Regions from separate parts of the Zea mays genome. Here region 1 is linked to region 2. The links are chromatin contacts, called in public Hi-C maps. All regions are on one chromosome and are shown on one strand. The core of a region is the stretch at or near the end of the contact, and the rest is flanking DNA. Distances in the headings are between cores, read along the strand shown.

What was found. Hi-C and Micro-C count contacts between places; a contact is called where the count stands out from the background.
Region 1: a contact with region 2 is called in a Hi-C map of ear, with 2.5 times the contacts expected there. The contact joins the promoter of LOC100280334 here to the promoter of LOC100280230 in region 2. A contact is called at or near these places in 3 of 25 Hi-C or Micro-C datasets (bundle sheath, ear and leaf).

Annotation. Positions count from the first base shown.
Region 1 is chr9:99,509,932-99,514,036 of Zm-B73-REFERENCE-NAM-5.0, reverse strand. It overlaps LOC100280334 (vacuolar-type H+-pyrophosphatase5), which reads left to right and starts at 2,308. Exons shown (of 8, transcript NM_001153260.1): 1 at 2,308-2,672. The coding sequence starts at 2,408.
Region 2 is chr9:99,342,174-99,346,624 of Zm-B73-REFERENCE-NAM-5.0, reverse strand. LOC100280230 (transducin family protein / WD-40 repeat family protein) reads left to right here and starts at 2,541. Exons shown (of 19, transcript NM_001352155.1): 1 at 2,541-2,800; 2 at 3,143-3,170; 3 at 3,254-3,354; 4 at 3,881-4,084; 5 at 4,186-4,429. The coding sequence starts at 2,672.

The DNA.
Region 1 (4,105 bases), core at 1,059-3,558, 170 kb before region 2:
CGATCTCGCCTCGCCCGAGCCCAGCCTCGGGCAAAGGCAGCCGACCCTAGAGGATTCACGTCTCGCCCGAGGGCCCCCTCAAGCAACAGACACACCTTCGGCTCGCCCGAGGCCCAGTCTTCGCAGAGAAGAAACCTTGGCCAGATCGCCACGCCAACCGACCGTATCACAGGAGCATTTAATGCAAGGATCGCCAGACACCTTTTCCTGACGCGCGCTCTTCAGTTGACAGAGCCGAAGTGACCGCAGTCACTTCGCCGCTCTACTGACCGACCTGACAAGAAAACAACGCCGCCTGTGTCGCTCCGACTGCTGTGACACTCGACAGAGTGAGGTTGACAGCAGCTAAGTCCAGCCTCGGGCGCCATAGGAAGCTCCGCCTCGCCCGACCCCAGCGCTCGGGCTCAACCTCGACGCTGGACGACGGACTCCGCCTCGCCCGACCCCAAGGCTCGGACTCAGCCTCGGCCTCGGAAGACGGTCTGCCTCGCCCGACCCAGGGCTCGGACTCAGCCTCGGCTCCAGAAGACGACGAACTCCGCCTCGCCCGACCCAGGGCTCGGACTCAGCCTCGGCTCCGGAAGACGACGAACTCCGCCTCGCCCGACCCCAGGGCTCGGACTCAGCCTCGGCTCCGGAAGACGATGGACTCCACCTCGCCCGACCCTAGGGCTCGGACTCAACCTCGACCTCGAAGAAATCGCCACCTCGCCCAAACTCGGGTCCGGACCGGCCATGTCGCCAGGGGGGCCATCATTACCCTGCCCCTAGCTAGCTCAGGCTACGGGGAACAAGACCGGCGTCCCATCTGGCTCGCCCCAGTAAACAAATAATGATGGCGCTCCGCGTGGTCCATGACGACGGCGGCTCTCAGCCCCTTACGGAAGCAAGGAGACGTCAGCAAAGATTCGACAGCCCCGACAGCTGTCCTTCCGCAGGGCTCCAGCTCTCCTCCGACGGCCACGACATCACATGAACAGGGTGCCAAAACCTCTCCGACTGCCACGACGACATGGACTTAGGGCTCTAGCTCCTCTCTGCTAGACACGTTAGCACACTGCTACACCCCCAATTGTACACCTGGACCCTCTCCTTACGCCTATAAAAGGAAGGTCCAGGGCTCTCGTACGAGAAGGTTGGCCGCGCGGGAGAACAGGCCGGCGCATAAGGCTCTCGCTCTCTCTCTCCCACGCGAACGCTTGTAACCCCCTACCGCAAGCGCATCCATCCGCCCTGGGCGCAGAACAACACGAAGGCCACGGTTTCCCCTTACTGTTCTCCCTCTTTGTGTCCCGTCTCGCGCCGACCCATCTGGGCTGGGACACGCAGCGACAATTTACTCATCGGTCCAGGGACCACCCGGGGTCCAGAAGATGATGAAGGGGGCAACCACACGATTTGTGATTTGCTTGCTTCACATTTTAGGCTTGGACCATATATATGCATATATTTGTGGCAGTTGGAGCCCACACAGAAAATTTGGATCAAGATGTTAGCCATTTAAAGGCGAGTCTGTTTATTTTTGCATAGTCATATGCGCGATCTGCTAGTCATAATATCTATATACGTGTCAAAAGCTCGAGAGTGAAGAACAAACACGATGATTTTAAAATTTCGTGTAACATCTCTCATTAAAGACAATTGAAATGAGATCCCTCAATTAAATTTGGAGAAAATAAAAAAAGCATGGGCACTTTTGCCGTAATGGAAGATTAATTTAGAATGTTTACCCACTTTCTATCCAAACTTATCCGGGAACGCTGTAGATGGACAGAGATGGGGTGTAACATTTACACACCGCCTTACTTAGAAACATTTCAAATTTACAAATTTAAGAAGACATTTCTCACAGTTGTGATTATACAGTTATATTTAGGAGGTGTTTGTTTGGGTTATATAATTTGTTGTTCAAAATTTATTAGATTATATAATCTGTTTAGATTATAAACTTAAACAAACACCCCTTTAAGCATAGACCGTTCACTCAACACAATCATTCCCAATTTCTAATTGCACAACATTGCAACACTAAAAAAGTATTTTAGTCATCTATCCGCATCCATTCATGGTGGCATCAATTTCATATATAGTATACTGTACAAAAAAATCGAACTGAAAACCAGCACCGAAATTCACAAGAAAACGGTAAACAAGAAAAGAATTACCAAAACGTCTGAAAATTACCAAAACACCCTTCTCATCAACCTCATCACCTACCTACACTCCCTCTTCCAGAGAATCCAGTGGCCTCGCCTCTCCTATAAAATGGCGGCTGCCGGTGTCATCCTCTCCTCTCCGCTCTGCTCCCTCCGCCGTGCGCTCGAACGAACTCCACACGAAATTATCCGCGTAAAGTTGGGGAGCAGCGAACCCGTAGCGCGCGCCCCGGATCCCTCCACGGGGGGCAATGGCCTCGTCGGCGTTCCTGCCCGAGCTGGGCACGCAGGTGGTGGTGCCCGTCGCGGCCGTGGTAGGCATCGCGTTCGCGGTGCTGCAGTGGGTGCTGGTCTCCAAGGTGAAGCTCTCCCCCGAGCCGCGCCGCGGAGACGGCTCCGCCGGGAAGAGCGGCGCCGGCGCCGGCGCCAGCGAGTACCTCATCGAGGAGGAGGAGGGGCTCAACGAGCACAACGTCGTCGTCAAGTACGCCGAGATCCAGAACGCCATCTCCGAAGGTGAGGCTGTGCGCCCATGCCGCTGTTCGTGTTTTCGGATTTTTGTGGATCCGAGGGCGCTTGATCGTAGATCTTGTGGTTCTGGCTGTTTAGTGGTTGAGAAGCTCGACTGCTTTGCTTCGGTGTTGGGTGGGTGGTCGTTCTGCAGTTTTTATTGTTTTGTTTGCTTGCGGCGGGAACCTAATAAGTTTTACTTACTCGATTATGGCTCATATCAGTTTGCAGTGCAGAGTCCACCAGGCGCGCGAATAGAATTTCAGGCGTTTCTTAATTCTTTAGGCGGTTCAGTTTAAAACTGTGCTCTCGATCAGCTAGTGTTCCTTGTTTGTTAGTTTGTTTTATGGATTAAGGCAATTCAGTCTAAAACTGTGCTCTCGATCAGATGGTGTCCCATGTTTGTTAGTTTGTTGCATGGATTTTTCCTGCCGTGTGCCTGCACAGTCAGATCCAACAATAAACTACGGATGCTCCCGCTTAACACAGCGCATCTTATAGTTTTTAGCTGCGTGTGTCCTTATTGCGGTAACTAAACTGTTTCTCGTCCCTACTAGATTTTTTTGTGAGATATTTGTGGTGGGGCTGGATGTGTTCATATATACAGATCTAATGGCAGTGCTCTGTTCTCAAGAGGTCCCGGTATAAGTCCTTGCTGTGACCATCCTGTGGCCTGTGCTGTGACCATCTTGTGGCCTGTGGGGATAGGATAAGTTACTGCAGGCAGCAGATACGTTGCTTGCTGCACCTGTGGTCCTTGCTTCCCTAGTAGGATAACTCGATAACGAACTTTCCGTGGATTTGCATTATTGTAGCAGGTAGAAAATAGTTTTGTTTTCAACCGCATCCGCTGAACTTGGAAGGAATCGTAGTCGTAGAACAGACGCACATGGACCAGAGATCTTGTGGTCCATTCAACAGTGTCATGTAAGGTAATTATTAGTGCACAGTGCCTGTCTGAAGGTGCCTGCAGAGTTTAAAAGCAGTTTGTCCTCTGTTGGGTGGGTGCTTGCATTATTGGCTGCCTCATGTTGGTAATGATATTGGCTGGATTCTGGCCATGTCTTTGCTCAGGATTTGTTTCTTACAATAGGATTAGCATTATGGTGATTGGTTTATGCTTCCCTTGCAGAGCCATACTATGCTCATTATCCTTACAGGAATCAGCAGAGTAGTCCGTATGAAGATTTTTGTGAACCAGCAGAGTAGTCCATATGAAGATTTTGTGAACCAGCAGAGTAGTCCGTATGAAGATTTTGTATGGCTCTTGTCCCATGATATGCACATTTTATTAGTTACTTTAGTATTGCTACTTTCTGCTTTGCTTCCCTTTCTCATGAGGAGATGAGGATTACAGTCCATCATTTATTTTTAACTTAGGTATTATTCTGCCTATTTTGATGTTGACATGCTTCTTGGGTGACATGTCCAGTTGTGTC
Region 2 (4,451 bases), core at 1,292-3,791:
TAAATAATAAACTGAACAAGATGCGCACTATGGGTTCATACCAAACTCTTGCCAAGCTACAATGCAATAGGGGCCAAACAAACTACCTAATGCTTTCAAGGGGTAAGAAAGTTTATAAATCTTCATCCACCTGAACATCCCTGATGCTTCGGCACCATATTCACTCTAGGAGAAAAACTTTTAGCAATAAAGTACATGTTTATTTTAATGTCCTAAAATAACATTCTTGCTCTTTGTGTAATATTTCTGAAACTGTGCGCCTTTCCTTCCTTCGTCTTTCTCGAAGCTTAGAAATGTTTTAAATGAAATGTTGTTTTTTTATCTTTCGTTTGCACATATAAGCACTTTATCTTTTTTGACACAGGACAAGTTTTTGTAAATTAGGGTCAATAATACCAGGCTTCAATGTTCGACAGATGGAGAGAATATATCAAAATGTAGACTGGAGGTCCATGCTATTTCCTGATGAAATGATCAAATATCGCGCACATAAACCCTACTAAATTTCTTTTATGTTATGTTTGTTTTTACATATGATTTTTTCGCTCCTTTTCTTTATTGTGCAGGTTGGAGGTCGAGGCCACTTATTGATGAAATGATTAGCTATTGCACATATAAACCCTAATTTTGAAAAAAAAAATCTCGTTGTGTTTTGTATTTGATAATTTTTATTTTTTGTTTGACCCTTTTATTTATTGCTTACTTGCCATCATGTATGCTATACATGATGTACACTGTCAGTTGTACATATATGACTTAATGAGACAGAGACTACGGAGGGAGTCATCATTTGAAAATGATTTTATAGAGGTACAAAAAAATATTTTTTGTTCTAATTACATCTTATGTAATAGGTGATAAGAGAATATGTCCCAAGTATACGTGGTGATATTCTTGCCAGGAGAGACCAGGAGCATCATCTGAAGGCACTAAAAGATCATGGAATTGGTGAAATTTATTAATCCACCATTTAACATTGCTTATGAATTTTAATTGTCACACAACAAGGTTCAATCTTTCGCTAACTTTGTAGGTCAACAAACTGTATATGAACTAAAAACTCTTTTCTTGGGGCACAAGGACATTTGATGTGGTTGTGGTGAATTTGTATCCCTTTTATGACAAAGTCACCTCTGGTAACATGTCTTTTGAGGATGGCATTGAAAATATTGATATTGGTGGGCCCACGATGATCAGAGCTGCAGCCAAGGTAACTAAGTATTTCTGCTCTTGGCACCATTTACCATGCAATTCTCACTATGTTTATTTTTTTGCATCTGGGACATATACTGCAATGGTAATAGTGATATACATGGTTGGTGTACTTTAACTCTGGATGATTCCGTTAAACTTATTGCTCTGTGTTCTGACATAACCATAAGGATGTTCTTATTGTGGTGGATCATAATGATTATCCTGCTTTACTGGAGTACCTTAAAGAATGAAATCCTAAATCTAGGACCACATTTTTAATTTGTTTCCTAGACATTGAGTTTTCGAGTGCATGACAGTGTAAATGCTAGTCTCATGTTAACCCACTAAAGAAGTGTGTTATTTCTTTGTTGCTTGTGGTTCTTGAATTGTATCAATCGTTATTTGGACAATCATATGTATCAAAATGCATGTCCTGATGTATGTGGAGTTTTGGTTGTTGCAGTTCCATATGCGTTGTAATGAAATTTGTCTACAATTCTACGAGAATGAGCTTCTAACAGATATATTCTATCTCCATGTACATGGATTTGTATGATGCTACCATTGGTCCCTTCACTAGGTTCTATAGTAAAAATTGAAAAATCAAAATATCCTAAACCCAAAAAAGTTACCTACAGATGTTGGGCATTTGAAAATAATTGAGAAATCAAAATATCCATATGTTGAGAGCAAATCTTGATGTAATCACTACTGATCAAAGTGCACCTGAGTATTTTATGCCTTTAAAGGAGTAGTTGAGGAACTAAAGAAGGAACGATTAGGACATGTTTGTTAGGATGAACTGAAGTTAAGTTCATTCCACTCTGAAATCTTAATAAATGTGCTAAGTCTAGCACCAGTGCTTAAGCTCTTGGTGCACTCTACTTTAATGCTACTTAATATGTATTGTAATCTCAGTTCAGTCTCTAGTTGATATAAATGCTACAATTCCATTGGTAACCACTGCTAAGAAAACATAGTTTGCTAAATTTGATATGATACTGATGTTCTCATGTCCTCAATAACGAGTACTCTATATATACATGTTCATCACACAACATCAAATTATACATGTTTATAATAAGAGTTTACACCACGGATTGGCACGCGAGCAAGGGCGCGCGCCATAAACTAGTAGATGTAGATGTAACTAGATAAAAAGTGTCTAGGAAAAAAAACACCGAAAAGTGGAAGTAAAAACATGTTTGGGCTCGGCCCGACCCGGTTCGACAGCTGCCTCCCGAAACCAGCCCACCTCACCACACGTCCACACGCCCAACCCCAACCAAACTGACCTACCCGGAAAACGAGCCCCCCGACTCCCGCCTGCCGCCGCCGCTCTGCCAGCCAAACCCAAACTAAAACCCTCGCCGACGGCGCGCCTGTTGTTAAACCCTAGAAAAACCAGCGGCGACAGGAGTGGCCGCAACCCCGCCGCCGGAGGGGGCTCCACGACCAGATAGAAGAGGGAGAGAGGATGGGGATCTTCGAGCCGTTCCGTGCGATCGGCTACATCACGGCGAGCGGCGTGCCCTTCTCCGTGCAGCGCCTCAGCACCGAGACCTTCGTCACCGTCAGCGTCGGCAAGGCTTTCCAAGTCTATAACGTAAGTCGCCATCCTACAGTACGCCCCCGTCTGTTCCGCCGTTTGAAAAAAAAATCGACAAGGATTCGTGCGTCGAGGTGGCGCGGTCTGCTCTGGAGGAATTCAGTATCGTGAATAGCGTGAGCAAGTGAATATATAAAATCACTAGAATCTGTTTGGGGCTAGTCTGGAGTTCATTGTTTATTTACTGGTTGGTCCTAGTAGGGGGTAAATGTAGTCAATCGAGCTCGTGATTGTCATCGAGCCTTACTCTCCTCTGTTCCTGTTACATTCCTCCTCTGCAACCGAATTTTATTCTAGAAGCTTGCAATACTCATCTTGCTATGCCCGTTTGTTCTGCAGTGTGCTAAGCTGAATTTGGTTCTTGCTGGTAAGCCTGTTATTTCAGTTCATGTGTACTTTTTAATGTTCCTGTTTTTTTTTGTCGTTTATGAGTTTCTTATGTTATCAAAGGACCCCAATTGCCCAAGAAGATCCGTGCTATTGCATCCTACAAGGATTATACATTTGCTGCTTATGGAAGTGATATTGCAGTTTTCAAAAGGACTGACCAGGTACGGAAATTGCTGTGCTTCCATTACCTAAACTTTTGCTATCTGTCCACATAAGTTATACTGCTCCCTTGGCTGTCCAAACTCGTTCTTCTTTACTAGAAGGCTAGAAGCCTTGTTCTTTTTTTAATGATTATAAAGTAGTTAAGATGTGCTATTATTATGTGAAATTAGAACTTTGGCAATTGGGACAATGCTGGTCATCTATGAGCTTACAAATGGTACCTCACCATAAATGCTCATCAACTGCTACGTGGACAAACCTTAAGGGGGTGTTTGGTTTAAGGAATCACTACATCCAAATTGAGGTGGTGCATCATGAGTTCATTCCTCAAATTTGGTGGGATGACCCCATTCCTCATATATTAGTACTAACTAACTAACTATGAGGAATGAGATGGTGATGGATCAACTCATTCCATTCCACAAACCAAACAAAAATAGTGAGGAGTGAGAAGATGATGGACTAGCTCATTCCTCAAACCAAACACCCTATAAATTCATGCCTCCCACATTCTCTTTCAATCAGGTGGCTACTTGGAGTAGACATGAAGAAAAGGTCAACATGCTATACCTATTTGGAGAATATGTTCTAAGCGCAGATGCTAAAGGTAATGTATTCATGTGGGCCTTCAGAGGAGCAGAACCAAACACTGAACCAGTTGGAAGCATATCATTGGGAGACAAGTTCACCCCAACATGTATCATGCATCCTGATACTTATCTGAATAAGGTGCTTGAAGCTGTCTGAAGTTTTGCTTTGGAAATAGTATTCGTTTCGAACCTTGTCTGCATTATGTTTCTTTTCTTTTAACAAATCTGTTTCTGTATCAGGTAATTGTTGGTAGCGAAGAAGGCTCCTTGCAGCTGTGGAATATCAGCACAAAAAAGAAACTGTATGATTTCAATGGTTGGAACTCACCTGTTCGGTGTTGTGTCTCTTCTCCTGCCCTGGATGTAGTTGCTGTCGGATGTTCTGATGGGTCAGTTCATGTTCATAATGTAAGATATGATGAAGAATTGATGTCTTTCAACCACCAGATTCGTGGTGCTGTGACTGCACTGTCATTTCGAACAGGTGATGCAATAGTATATTGTAA